Regions from separate parts of the Mus musculus genome. Here regions 2 and 3 are each linked to region 1. The links are chromatin contacts, called in public promoter capture Hi-C maps. All regions are on one chromosome and are shown on one strand. Each heading gives the region's core, a stretch centred on a gene start, on an enhancer-like site or on the middle of the called end of the contact. The rest is flanking DNA. Distances are from core to core; before and after follow the strand shown. Region 1 holds the start of Ppm1e (protein phosphatase 1E (PP2C domain containing)). Region 2 holds the start of Appbp2 (amyloid beta precursor protein (cytoplasmic tail) binding protein 2). Region 3 holds the start of Ppm1d (protein phosphatase 1D magnesium-dependent, delta isoform).

Region 1 (4,734 bases), core at 1,367-3,866:
TTTTTTTTTTTTTTTTTTGGTTTTTGGTTTTTCGAGACAGGGTTTCTCTGTGTAGCCCTGGGTGTCCTGGAACTCACTCTGTAGACCAGGCTGGCCTTGAACTCAGAAATCCGCCTGCCTCTGCCTCCCGGGTGCTGGGATTAAAGGCGTGCGCCACCACGCCCGGCTTTTATCTGGTGTTTTTTTTTGGAATAAAATAAAAACTAAAAATGTCATTACACATTTTGAAACATTTTTTTCATTTTGAAACTTTTACACCCACTAAAAACCTTAAAGATACATCACATAAACGAGCCAGCCATTTTATCTCGACTAGCATCAGAATAAAATACAGTACAAAGTCTGATATTATGTGAAGTCAGAGTATAAGTGTCCAATTTAAGGGGAAATAATATTTTCTAGCTGTAATTTTGCTAGTTTTAACTCAAACACAAACTTCTGTGCTTCATTGGCAATCACCTTCTCATCGTAATCATTTTTCTAATTGATATGTACATTTTGATTAATCTTGTTTCCTTATCACATTAAAAATAAAAAAACACCCACATCTTACCATTTCATTCTGTGCATCTCAGTTTTAAAAGCCTTGAAATGTTCAGACTGTACTACATTAATGGCAGTATGGGAGCGTCCCTAATCCTTAAATTGTTCTGGGAGCATATGTGTAAGGGTAAAAACTGTCCAGATAGTACTAGTCTGAGATAAATCCCTTCACTTTGGTAAATACTTCCACTATATTTAAGTGTCTGAATCATGTAATTTTTTTAAAATGGCATTCTGTAGGTCCTTTTCTGTGATAGTTAAAAAAAAAAAAAAAGAAATACTCAACCATTAATGCTGTTTATCCCCAGGTGGTGGTATTACACGCCATTTTATTTTTGCATTTCCCCAAAACACACAATTCCCCTGGTAATTGAACAGTATTTTAAAATTAATTACTGGATGGTTTATAAAGTGTGGCATCCGCACAGTCCAATTCTACAGATCTGCTCAGTGGCTTTTCCCTTTGACAGGCTGCTGCTTTTAACAGGAGAATGGTTTGATCAGTTGTCTATGAGGTCTGATGAAGACAAAATAGCTTTCTTTTCTAGCCCCCTCCAGGCTTTGGAGAAATCCAGGAAGTGGGTTTGAACTTAGCCGCAGTGAATCTTGCGATAGTAAACTTTTGGGGTGGTCAGAGTAACACCTTTCATTACAACTATTAGCTGAATGGCAAAAGACTCTCGGGTTTCCCAGTGTTTGCAGAGGCATTATTTCAGAACAATTCCATTTGGAAAGAAACGCGATTGTAAACCGTTTCTATTTCAAGCCCATAAAAAGCAGAACTCGGATGAAAGGCAAAGCCTTGACCTTTCTATTTTAGACTTGCATCTGGGTAGCTAAGCCATCTGCTTTTCTCCCACCTCCCACCCCATCTACTTAATGGACTGAAAATACTGCACTTAATTGCAATTTTATCCAACCAGGCTGACTTTTCTGACTTACGACCTCGTCTTTTCACCTAACGGCTTGCTCGGTAGGGTTTTACTTACCCTTCCTTCCCAATTCCTCCCTACCGCTCTCAATTATATGCTGTCAAATGTCTGCAAAGTATGATACTAGGCTCTCACGTAAGAAAGCCATCTATAGAGCCTTTTCATTTCAACAGTGAGCGCCTGACGGAAAATCTAGGGGTCTGGGCTCCTCTGGGCACCGACGGTATTAGCTTTGTTGCGGTTATGTAGAAAGGCACCTCTTACTGCCTGTAAAGGAGTCGCGCGTCCCCACCGCCCAACAAGGAACGCAGCCCGGGAAAGGACAGACAGACGAAGGTGGGAGGAAACCCCGGGAAGAAAGGCGCAGGGAAGAATGGGGAGCCCAAGACGGGAGGGAAGACCTTGGCAGGAAGGTTCTGGAGGAAGGTGTGCGAAGTGGCCGAGAAGCTGGCCGAGAGGGCCAGCGAAGAGGGGCCGGGGGCAGGCGGGGGGGACCCCGCCCGGGTGCCCCGCGGGGACATGGGTAGCGGGGACGGGAACCCAGGCCGGCACCCCGGGGATGGCGGCCCACCCGCGGCCGAGCCCCGCTACTTAACTATTTGTAGAGCTGCTGCAGGCACAGGTCCAGGCTCTCGCCCTCCACCTCCTCTCGGGTGATGCGCTCCGACAGCGGCCGTGGGAGCGGGGGCAGCGGTGGCAGCTGGGGCTGCGGCGGTGGCGGCACGGCCGAGTGCCCCGGGGCAGCCGCTTCCTCCTCTTCCTCCTCCTCGCCCTCCGTCGCCGTCTCCTCCTCCACCGCCTCGTCTTCGGGCTCGGGGTCTTGGTCCTGCTCCCCCTCCTCGGTCGCCTCTACCGTCGCAGCGTCCTCCCCCGGTTCCTCCCCCGAAGCCTCGGCCGCCTCAGCCGCGACTAGCTCGGCTTCGGGCTCGGGCTCGGGCTCGGATTCGGGTTCGGGCTCTGGCTCGCCGCCACCGCACGGTCCGCGGAACTCGCCCAGGAACAGCTCCAGGAAGCGCCGGTAAGTTTTCTCCTCAGGGATGCAGCCCGCCATCGTTGCTCATGCCCCGAGGTCCACCGGGAAGGGGGTGGGAGGTGAGCCCAGGAGGAGGAGGGGGCTGCTTCGGAGCCTCGCCTCCCGCTACGGAGGGGGAACGGCCGCACGGGCACCGGCGATCAGCACTGGGTTGCCTGGAGAGGGCTCCCGCAGGCGTGCGCGCCACCGAGCTCGGACGTGCGCGGCCCGGGGGCGGGGGCGGAGCGCGCCACCCCGCTCCGGTCTGGAGGGAAAGTTGGTGGCGGGCGCGCGCACAGGGTCCAGCGGCGGCCCACCCGCAATCCCTACCGAGAGCTCAGCCCACGCTGCCTAGAGACTGTCGCCATGGCAACCGGTTCTAATTAAGAATTCCAAGGTCCCTCCCGTCGAGTCTGTGGAGTGGTAAGGACGCTGGACTCCTGCACTCCAACTTCGAATGGTCTTTGTGGGGTGAAGACCCTAGTTTCATGATAAGCACTGAGACATCTCTGTTGGTTCCACCAGGAGTGTACTGACTTCAGTTTCCTTATCTGCTTGCCTTGCCGTAGTATATCTCTTGATCCGATGGCACGCAGTAAACACCTTTTACTAATGATATGTGTTGAAAAAGTAAAGGTCCAGGCACGAGCACCCAAAAAGGGTAGTTTCCTTTGTCTAGGTTCTTTCGTTTGATTCTATGTATCCTCCTTTCTCAAAAAGATGAACGTGAGAAATTAAACAGTAATTCGCTTGCTTAAAAGTCAAGACTTTCTAGCTGTGGCATTGGTGTTAGAGCCCCTTTCAAAGTCTCCAAAGCCTTTAGAATCTTTCCCCTTAACTCTGCTCTATGAAAATCTAGCTGTGCCTCGTATCTACACAATGTCTTATTTATATAGGGCTTTGCAGTTTACACGTGTTCGTCTCTAATCCTCACAGCCTTTTAAGGCAAAGGTTATTACCGTTAGGATTCTGTTTTACAGATGAGGAAACAAGCCTTCAAAACAGTGACTTTGCTCAAGGTCAAAAGCAAGCGATGCAACAAGAATTCAATCCGAGATTGAAGTGGTAGATTTCACTTGTAAGTTTTCCATCACCCAAAAACCCCTGCTTAGTTTCTGTATAATGCATGTCATTATATTATATTATCCTACCATATAATCCGTATTTTGTCTATATTTTGTTTGTTCTTCCCCACCACCTCCTGTGTCTCTTCTTACTCCCTCCCCCAAGCTAGAACTGAAATGACTTTAAATTATTCTAATTTTCTTACCAAACTATAAACAAACCTATTATTTTCAGGCTTCATGGTGATGATGTTGGTGGTGGGTGCTTTGAAGATGCTGTGCTGTACAGCTGTATGGATGATAGCATCATTGCTGCATACTACCACGTCCACGGCAGCATGTAATTCAGCACAAACATAGTGATTTTTCCCCTCTGCTTTGAAAAAACATGTACTCACAAATTATCCACTCCATCTCTCCATTTATTGTTTCTGGGTTTCAGCTGGATTTAGGATCAGAAATACCATTTCCAGTCAGTTATTAATGACAGAAGAGGGTGCGTTCTCACCAACTGTTTTCCTATAATGCTGTATTTTTAAATCCCTGACCCGATACTGTTATTTTAAGATTAAGTGGGTTGAACTTACTAATGGTATCATGTAAAATAGAGTTCTATGCTCTCTCCTAGGTCAAGATTAAATAATACATGATAGAAAGTGTATAGTAAATAATGCACTTAGAATTTTTTCTATTTTTTTTCCTAAGATGAATGGAAAGACCAAACTAGTCTGTAGAAAGAAACTGCTCCATGGGATGCCAAGAAAGCCCTCAAAGTCATTTGTTTTCGACCTACTTGCTTACTGCCATTTCAGAAAAACTAGAGAAGAGCTGGGGTGCTGGCACAACCCTTAATCCCAGTACTCTGGAGGCAGAGACCAGTGGTGCTCTGAGTCCTAGGTCAGCCTGGACTGTCAAGTCCTAGGTCATCCAAGGCTATGTAGTAAGACCTTTAATAATAATAATAATAATAATAATAATAATAATAATAATAATAATGGAGTGACAACTTTCTAGGCTGCAGCAACTTTAAACGCCAATTTTACATTCCAACAAACTCTTACTATCCCCAATTTTAACACAGTGACATTTTAGTTCAGGAGTGCATAGCTGTCAATGCTAACAATTCATGTCAAGCTTCTTACATCATAACGTAGCAGCCTCCCTCATTTAGATGACATTTGTG
Region 2 (4,734 bases), core at 870-3,369, 2.1 Mb before region 1:
CATCAAGTATCTGACTAAAAAATAAAATGTTCCCAAAAAAGCAATATGAAAACTCTGACCTACACAGAGACAGGACACAGGCCAAAGCATACTCACTAACAATAATCTTCAAAGGAAAGGCTTTAATTTCAGTGGAGGGTACTAAAAGATACTAAAAGCATTTTGACAGAATTCAGAGAGTAAGGGTATTTTTACTGGTTAGATTCCCAGTGACTTGCTCTAGAAGGTGTACACTATACATATGACTTAATAAAATCAACAGAAATAGCACATACTGCAGCAGTTTTCCAGGTTGAGCAAAACAAATTAATTTGTCCTTGGTACCGATGTAGCCTAAATGCATAAAACTAACATTAGTCACACACAAGTAATCAATGTATCAAAACCATTTGGAATGGAGGGAGGTTTCCTTCTAAATCGAAAAATTTTAACACATGCTGTCAAGATGAATCTTCTCCAGGTATTTAGGAGAGAAATGAGTTTACCTGTTAAGTAAGGGTTGGTGCAAAGCAGCAGCAGGGTTTATAGACTGCAGTATGTCAGTTGCTAATTCTGAAAGAATGTTCTCAAGCTGGAAAAAGCAGACAATCTCTCTAATAAAACAAACGCCCTAAAACACCGAACAAAGATAAGAATATACAAATCTGCTAAATATCAAATTACACTGCTGGGAGACAACTAACTAATCAAGTAATACTAAAGATCTAAAAATAAAAGCTCTACTGGTCATATTTTGCAAAAGTGGCTACTGGAAACTGAAATTCTCGCTGACTCAAAGCAAGGATCCCTGAATAAGGCCAGTGTTCACACTCAAACGTGGGGGAGAGGAAAAGGGAGGCTCCGAGTCCATAAAGTTCTCCTCCCTCTCAGAACACTGCAAAAATTGTCCACGTCTATGAACACTTACCCTTGAAACTCCTTGGAGAGCAACTTGGGACTTTCTGTGCAGATTTTTGAGAGGGAGCGACGCAAGAATGCTGCAAAATCGCACTTTTCATACACATTGGTATAATTCAGATTTCTACTTCTTGCTTTCAGGGAATTTCACTGCGTCCTTTCTAAAGATCCAGTCTATTACTAATCTATTAGTAAAATTCCCAATTTAACCCAAAGTGTAAACCGAAAAACCAAAACAAACCTAGAAACCACACAAAAAAGCTTTCAAGGATATGCAAATGAAGCCCACAGACCATTTTCATTAAGCCCTAACTAAATCATTTCGGATTGAAAGAAAGGAAAGGGACGAAACTCGGATTAGAGAAGGGAGGGGAAAAAAAAAAGAAAAAGAAAGAAAGCAGTTACTCGGGTAAAGAGGATCGACGAGATGACAAAGTAGGGAGAATTAGGGGTGGAGCGGAACAAAAAAGTCCAGCTGATACAAACACTAGAGAAGACAGAAAATACCCCAGCGACTAGAGGACCGGGTGGGACTCGGCTGGGTCAGGCATTCCCGCAGGCCTACCCTGGGGCCCCTAAGGGGATGGCGGATAGCTCTCACACAAGAACCCCCCCGGGCCGCACAGACCGGGAGGCAGACGCGGGGGTGGCGGCGTATCGGAAAGCGGCCACCGCAGCCGACGCTACCTCGAGAGCTACAGGCCGGGCCGTGGACGTGGAAGGGGGTGCGGCCCAGGAGCAGCGGCGGGGTCCGATAGAACAGATCGCCTGTACCTTGTAGTAAACGTCGAACTGGATATTCTCCGGCAAGGAGCGGATGTCGCGGCGCGAGCGGATGTAGTTGTCCACGACAGCGGAGATGGCGGTGTTGTAGAGCGTCTCCGGGATCCACTCGAGCTCCACGGCCGCCATCTTCCCTCGCTCCTCCTCCGCCTCCTCCCGCAGGCCTCCGCCTCCCTCCGTAGCGAACCCGTGTGAGGCTCCGGAGGCTTCCGAGGGGCGGCGACCACGCGGGCGAGCGGGCGTGCGCGCGCCTCTCGGACCCGGCTGCCGGGCCTCTGCGTGCGCGCGCGGCCTGAGGGCAGATGGTGCTGGCGGTAGCGGCGGTAGCGGCGGCCACGGAAGATCCGGACGAACGCAGACCACGACCGTACCGAGAGCCTCACATTCCCAACAGGAGAGCGAGCCCAGTTCCGTCCAGGCTCTCAGCTCTGCATGGGCGGGGCTGCGTGTGTGCGTCATGACGTCAACGCGCGACGCGCCGACGCGCCCGGGAAGGAATGCGGCAGGCGGAAAACTTGCGGAGAAAGAGCGCGGAGCGTCTGAGGGGCGCTGGGTGCTTGTTCCTAAAGGACGAGACACCGGGGAAGCTGGGCGGTAGTTGGAGTGGTGTTTTATCCAGCGTGCTGTGGCTCTCCAACACAGTCTCGTTTCAGTGAGTTTTTCGACGACAGCCCTCTTCAACTTTAAGAATTGATCTTTTAGATCAACGAACTTTAGGACTGATCTTTTTTTCACAAAAGTGCACAGCACGGACGGGGCATGGTGGTGCACTTGGAATGGATCGCTTGGGAGGCAGAGGCAGGGGTATCTCCTGAGGTCAAGGTCTATGGAGTGAGACCCTGTCTCAAACAAAGAAAATCTATATTGAGGGATGTGGTGGCCCATCACTTTTATCCCAGCACTGCAGAGACAGAGGCAGGTGGATTTCTGTGAGCTCCAGGCCAGCCTGGTCTACAGTGTGAGTTCCAGGCCTGTCCCTCTTGCTCTGGCCCTGTTGTCTCCTGCTCTACTCGCTCAGCCCTAGCTCATAGATTCTTTTTCATTGGGGATGGTTGTGAGCCACCATGTAGTTGCTGGGATTTGAACTCATGACCTCCGGAAGAGCAGTCGGTGCTCTTAATCAACTGAGCCATCTCACCAGCCCCTATCCAATTTTATTTTATTTTAAATTTTGGTTTTTCGAGACAGGGTTTCTCTGTATAGCCCTGGCTGTCTTGGAACTCACTTTGTAGACCAGGCTGGCCTCGAACTCAGAAATCTGCCTACCTCTGCCTCCCGAGTGCTGGGACAATTTTCTTTTTTCTTTTTTTTTAAAAGAAGAAAAATTTGTTTAACATGCCCTGGCTCTCCTAGAACTTTATCTGTAGACCAGGCTAGCCTCAAGTCACAGAGATCTTGCTGCCTCTGCCTCGCTAGTGCTGGGATCAAAGGTAGTTGCCAGCATTTTTTTACTGAGCAATCATTCAAGCCCCGTTTCCCCATTTTTGCATTGAAAAAAAAAAGAATCTATTAAATGTTTTGGCTTGCCTACCAAATTCTTCTAGTAGTCTGAGAATGCATGTCAAACAAATGGAGAAATGCACTTTAAATCCAGTGAAACTGATTAACCATACACACATTTAAACTTCTTCAGTCCTGTGATTTCTTAGGCTATAATTGACAAACCTGGGAAAGCTGTAGTCAGCCTCAAAATAGGGTTGACAGATTTATCAAGTTTAAAAAAAAAACATAGAAACCTCTAAAACACCCTTTGATTGATTGATTGATGATTGATTTTGAGTCAGGGTCCTACTTATGGGCATGGCTGGCCTGGAACAATAACTTGTTAGCTTTGGATTTAAACTTGCACTGATTCTCTATCTCCCAAGACAGGGGGTGGGGGTGGAGGCTGGTGGGTAGCAGTGAACTCAAATTTCTGTTGTTTGGTTGTTTTTGTTTTGGGGAACGATGGGGGGGGGGGTGTTATTTGTTTGTTTTTTAGAAGTAGAACTGGAGCTTTGCTTTGGAGTCCAAACTGACATGGAACAGGGAATCTTGTCTCAGTCTACTGAGAGCTAGGATTACAGGCCCCTGCAGCCATGCTCTGTTGAAAGTTTTTAAGATGTATGAGCCATGACGTAGTTTTACCTACCCCTTTAAGATCATAAAGAACATAGTTCCTGCTGGGCTGTGGTGCCACTCACCTTTAGTCCCAGTACAGAGAGGCAGAGGCAGGCAGATATCAAGGCCAGCCTGGTCTCCAAAGGAAGTTCCAGCACAGCCAGGGTTACACAGAAAAATTCTGTCCCCCCCAAAAAAACAAAACAACAACAAAAGAAAGAAAAAGAAAAAACATAGTTCCTTTAGCAAATCCTACATTAGTTTTCGGGCTCAAATATATTTTTGGATCCCTTTCGTATAAAACTATATAACTATTCACTATGACCTATTAAAACATTATTATCTATCTCCACTTCCAGTTTAAGTGAATACCTATATTTTATCCAGCATCTATATTCAAGGGATTCGTGAAAGAATGCAGATCTCTTAGGATATTTCATCAGAATCAGAACCGGGATGCAGATTCTGTGAGTAGATGAAGGGTGTCAGACAAACATATCCATCGCTGTAAAATCGTAGATGCTGATAGTCAAAATTAGAGATTTAAAAAGAGGGCTGGGAGCAGCTTGGCAGAGAAGCATAGGCATGCACAAGCCCTGCATTTGAACTCTGTCTTTAATTTGGGAACAGACCTCTTGATTCCTTTATGGCTTTGAAACAGAAGATGTTATTAAAACATGCAAGATGCCCTTGGGAGCCTTGGTCAAGAGGACACAGCCTGGGTCACAGGCGGGGTGAGTAGTAGGGGCATCAAGTTCCTTGGGACAAGGTTGATCTTTGCCACCAGGATATCTGATTTCTTCTTCTTGTTTCTTCACTTCCCACAACTACCTAGCAAACAACAACCCACCACCACCAACCCCACCTCTCCCTCTCGGGGGCCCTAGCATTTATATACGCTCGGAAAAGTCCCCAGAATTCCAAATAGCACACACTTGCCAAGACTACCTGCAG
Region 3 (4,734 bases), core at 1,024-3,523, 2.0 Mb before region 1:
GTTTAAAATAGTTGCCCCTGCTGGTCAGTGTTGGCACAGGCTTTTAATTCTAGTACTCCAGGGGCTGAGCAGGCAGATCTGACTTCGAGGCCATCCTGGTCTACTAGGACTACACAGAGAAACCCTGTCTCAACATCTCCCCCACACCCCAAAACACAAAATTGCTCCAATAATTGCTAAACATGTTAAGGGTTCTGTTCAATTCTAACAAATAAATGAATTAAAAACTGTTAAAGGGAGACGAAAGGATGGACCATGTAGAGACTGCCATATCCAGGGATCCACCCCATAATCAGCATCCAAACGCTGACACCATTGCATACACTAGCAAGATTTTATCGAAAGGACCCAGATGTAGCTGTCTCTTGTGAGACTATGCCGGGGCCTAGCAAACACAGAAGTGGATGCTCACAGTCAGCTAATGGATGGATCACAGGGCTCCCAATGGAGGAGCTAGAGAAAGTACCCAAGGAGCTAAAGGGATCTGCAACCCTATAGGTGGAACAACATTATGAACTAACCAGTACCCCAGAGCTCTTGACTCTAGCTGCATATGTATCAAAAGATGGCATAGTCGGCCATCACTGGAAAGAGAGGCCCATTGGACACGCAAACTTTATATGCCCCAGTACAGGGGAACGCCAGGGCCAAAAAGGGGGAGTGGGTGCGTAGGGGAGTGGGGGTGGGTGGGTAGGGGGACTTTTGGTATAGCATTGGAAATGTAAATGAGCTAAATACCTAATAAAAAATGGGGAAAAAAAACTGTTAAAGGGACCGGGGAGATAGATGGTGGTTGGAAGCACTGGCTGGATTTCCAGAGGACCCAGGTTCAATTTTCAGCACCTACAAGGCAGCTCACAACTGTATGTAACTTCTGTTCCAGGAAATCTGACTCCCTCACACATACAGGCAAAACACCAATGTACATAAAAAAAAAGTAATTAAAAAAAGTTAAGGCCCAGTTATTTCAGAATGCTGTTTTAGGGGAGTGGAGAGATGGCTCAGTGGTTAAGAGCCTGCACTGCTTTTTGGTTTGGAGCGCCTATCTGGCTCACAACCACCTGTAACTCCAGTTGTAGGCGGAGGGTTGGGACTCCACACAACATCCACAGAGATACACACATAATGAAAATGAAATAAATATTTAATGACAATTTTAAAAGGAATTGTCTTGGGAGGTATAGAAACTGTTGTTGAAAGGCAGGCCAGCATAAAGCCTTTCCTTGTTGTTTGCATTTCCCATGCTGCTGTAAATAAGTTTCCATTACGCTTTTTGTGAAATCTCAAAGGCTGTACAGAAAATAATAAAGGAACACGTTGACTCCCTCAAAAGAATATGGTGCTAAGAAAATATTAAGTTGATCACTCGAGAACTTATTTCAATTTCGTGGAAATCAGTCTAAAAGCATTCATTTTGTTGTTGGGACTGTCAACTTCTGTGAACGGAGGGAAATAACCGTGTCTTTAGGGCATGGAGATCCTGTTGTATGCTCCTTTTCCAAACGGTAACTTAGATTCTGCAGTAATAGCTGTATTCAAGACGAGTCCGAAAAAGTATTAACGACGCTGAAAAGAGGAAGAAATATGCAAAATACTTAAAAAAAAAAAAGGGCTGTAAAGTGTTAGGAATTAAACTCGCCGACAGGTCTCCGACCTAACGTTATCGCGGAAAACAGGGCTGTGCAACTGGCGGTGGAAAATTCCAAGTCTTCTTAAGTAAACCCGACTGCTTCCCTTAACTCCCAGCCGGACAAGTCCCACCCAAGCCAGTTCACGCGTGCTACGCTGGTCTAGCGCACGGACCAACGACTTTGCAGGGCATTTTCGCGCCATTTCGCTTGAAATAAGTGGAAGGTCAAGTCTACCTTTGACCTCTGCAAATTTTCCACAATCGCGGGAGGCAAAACTGGCTCTGCAAAAGGACCAAAGGGGAAAAGCCAGAAGTCTCACGTTAGGGATTTAAGGGGAAAAAAAGATGACAGGTTGAGGCTTCAGCCGCTTAGTAACAGCGGAAAACCCCCAGGGTACAGAAGCCCTAGGCTGGAGAAAACAAACCGGGCAAGGAGCGCGCTCCCCCGGTCGGCGGGCCGAGCGAGATCAGCGGTTGCAGAGAGATGCGGGGGTGGAAGGAGGGCGGGGGCGAGCTTGCTCTTCTTGACTCCTGATTGGTCTGTCTCAGCGAGCCGAGTGACGTCATCAGGAGAAAGGGGGGGAAAGAACGTCTGATTTGTATGGTGGGCGCGGGCGGGCGGGGAGCGAGTTCAGTGCGCAGGCGCAGCTGCTCGGCTCCTCTCGCCCGCGACTCGACCGGCCCAGCTCTCGCGGACAAGTCCCGACATCACGCGCCCCCCCCCACCGCCGCGGGGACCGCCTCCTCTTCACTCTCGGCTTCGTCGAAGATAAACAATAGTTGGCCGGCGAGCGGCGAGTGTGTCTCCCGCCTCGGAATTCGGCGGGCTGCGTGGGAACGGCGGGATCCCGGGCAGCCGGCCATGGCGGGGCTGTACTCGCTGGGAGTGAGCGTCTTCTCGGACCAGGGCGGGAGGAAGTACATGGAGGACGTAACTCAGATCGTGGTGGAGCCCGAGCCGGCTGCGGAGGACAAGCCGGCGCCGGTACCGCGGCGGGCGCTCGGGTTGCCGGCGACCCCCACTCTCGCCGGCGTCGGGCCATCGGAAAAAGGCCCGGCGGCGGCCCGCGACCCTGCCCCGGACGCCGCGGCCTCGCTACCCGCTGGCCGCTGCTGTCGCCGCCGCTCTTCGGTGGCCTTCTTTGCAGTGTGCGACGGGCACGGCGGTCGGGAGGCGGCACAGTTTGCCCGGGAGCACTTGTGGGGTTTCATCAAGAAGCAGAAAGGCTTCACCTCGTCCGAGCCCGCCAAGGTGTGCGCTGCCATCCGCAAAGGTTTCCTCGCCTGTCACCTCGCCATGTGGAAGAAACTGGGTAAGTTCCCCGCCCGCCTCTTTTTTTCTTTTCTCCCCTTATCCCCCTGGGCTTTTTATAGCATCAGCACCGCGTGGGCCTCCCCGGTACCAAGAGCGCTATCCATCAAGCGACGCTGTCCAACAAGGGATGCGAGTGAAGACTGTCATGGTTGGAGTTCTAGGCACACCGAGTGGCCTCGGAAACGCTAGGATGGCTTGTCTCCCAGCAACCGCTCCTTGCATTATCTCCTCCCTCCTACGATCAGGGGGCAACAGTCTCCCCTCTCCCTTCGCTAATTCACTTTGGTAGCAGCACGCTCAGAAGTGTTTGAATGCCGGCGCCAGATTGTAACCGAGGGATAAATTTAAGAAACGTTTCTACACGGGCTAGGTGAAAGAAGCAGGAGGTGGCAAGAATTGGAGCGTTCCCTTAGCATCTGTCATAATTTTGTTCTTGTTGGGCTTGTTCCTCTTGGTTGCCTCCTACCGGTGGTGTCACTTCTTCAGATTGACCTGAATGGCTCTGGCTCGATGTAAGTCAATTTAGAAGGGCTGAAGTGTAACATAGGCAACTTACTTTTGTGATAGTGTTTTGGGGTAATCCCTTGAATTGTTTATGAGAAAGGTGTGCAACGTGTTAAATATTAAATTGGCTCCATGTTAGGGGCATGTGTTAACTTCTTGGTGTGTGTGTGTGGGATACTTAGAATTGCATTCAGTTTTCCAAAAGTTCATACTGAAAAGCACTCATGTCACTACTCATCAAAGTAGTTTTTGGTAACAGGTATTTTAATTCCTAAAAGTTAAGTGTGATTGTAGTCCCATCTAAATTTTGAATCTCTCTGAGACAGACAGTACTTCTGTAGATAACAGAAATGCCCGAGGGTTATATGGCTGCTTATTTTGCCCTGGGTATATGGTGCATATTTTTGTTACAGAAAAGAATTTATGTTCCTGCCACTAAAAACCCTTCGTTTATAGTGGTGTAAGAAAGTCACTCTATTTTCATTAAAGAGACAGAGACTCAGTGCTGTTACAGATTTGTAAAATACACAGTATTTTTAGAAAGGCATTGTCATACAGTATAGGCTAGCTGGTTTCAAATCTGTTTTCCATCTGTTGGGCCTTTTGCCAAGTATTTGATTGACTTGAAGACCAGCCACTGAGGGTTTTGGAGGCAGGTCCCAGCAAATCCCTTGGGCCCCTATCATGGATTTATTTTGTTTTCGTGTGGGCTGAGTAGAGCTTGAAAGCATTGTAGTTTATTCTAGAAATGCATTATATTATTGGCTGAAGAGGAATTAAAAGTGGATAGGGAGACAAAGAAGATTAAGATTAGACACAAAGACCTATTACAGAGTTCATTTATTTTGCAGTACACTTGGGGCATATGAATTTCCCATATGCTTTAAAAATCAAAAGCCTTTAATAGTTGAACTTTAGCTAGGTGTGGTGGTACATGCCTTTAATACTAGTCCTTGAGAGGCCAAGGTAGGCAGATATCTCTGAGTTTGAGGCCAGCCTGGTCTACTCTACAGAGAGAGTTTCAAGGACAGCCATGCCTAGTAAAGAGACCCTTTCTTTAAAGGGGGGGAAAAAAAAGATTGACCCTTCATATTGAAGTGTGGTAGCTAATGCTGGTAATCCTAGCACTTGGGTGGCAGGCCAGGAGGACCGGTGCAAGTTCAGGGCCAGGACAGCAAGGTAGACTATCACAAAGGGAAGCAGCAGTTTGAACTTTATATTTGGTTTATTTTAACCTGACTTGTGCTGGTGTTGAATTGAACACAGGGTCTCTCACATAAGCACA

Evidence for each region. Promoter capture Hi-C pulls out the DNA fragments that hold promoters and counts their contacts.
Region 2: a contact with region 1 is called in a promoter capture Hi-C map of pre-B cells, with 4 times the contacts expected there. The contact joins the promoter of Appbp2 here to the promoter of Ppm1e in region 1. A contact is called at or near these places in 2 of 39 promoter capture datasets (liver and pre-B cells).
Region 3: a promoter capture Hi-C map of liver shows a contact between it and region 1, with 3 times the contacts expected there. The contact joins the promoter of Ppm1d here to the promoter of Ppm1e in region 1.

The regions. Positions count from the first base shown.
Region 1 is chr11:87,356,378-87,361,111 of GRCm38.p6, forward strand. It overlaps Ppm1e (protein phosphatase 1E (PP2C domain containing)), which reads right to left and starts at 2,617. Exons shown (of 7, transcript NM_177167.4): 1 at 2,072-2,617. The coding sequence starts at 2,526. Gm33937 (a long non-coding RNA gene) reads left to right here and starts at 1,152. Exons shown (of 5, transcript XR_003949755.1): 1 at 1,152-1,516; 2 at 1,649-2,493; 3 at 3,468-3,565; 4 at 3,787-3,891; 5 at 4,257-4,734.
Region 2 is chr11:85,233,001-85,237,734 of GRCm38.p6, forward strand. Appbp2 (amyloid beta precursor protein (cytoplasmic tail) binding protein 2) reads right to left here and starts at 2,120. Exons shown (of 13, transcript NM_025825.3): 1 at 1,672-2,120. The coding sequence starts at 1,809. Appbp2os (amyloid beta precursor protein (cytoplasmic tail) binding protein 2, opposite strand) reads left to right here and starts at 2,166. Exons shown (of 4, transcript NR_028329.1): 1 at 2,166-2,332; 2 at 4,140-4,247; 3 at 4,411-4,514.
Region 3 is chr11:85,308,981-85,313,714 of GRCm38.p6, forward strand. It overlaps Ppm1d (protein phosphatase 1D magnesium-dependent, delta isoform), which reads left to right and starts at 2,274. Exons shown (of 6, transcript NM_016910.3): 1 at 2,274-2,943. The coding sequence starts at 2,493.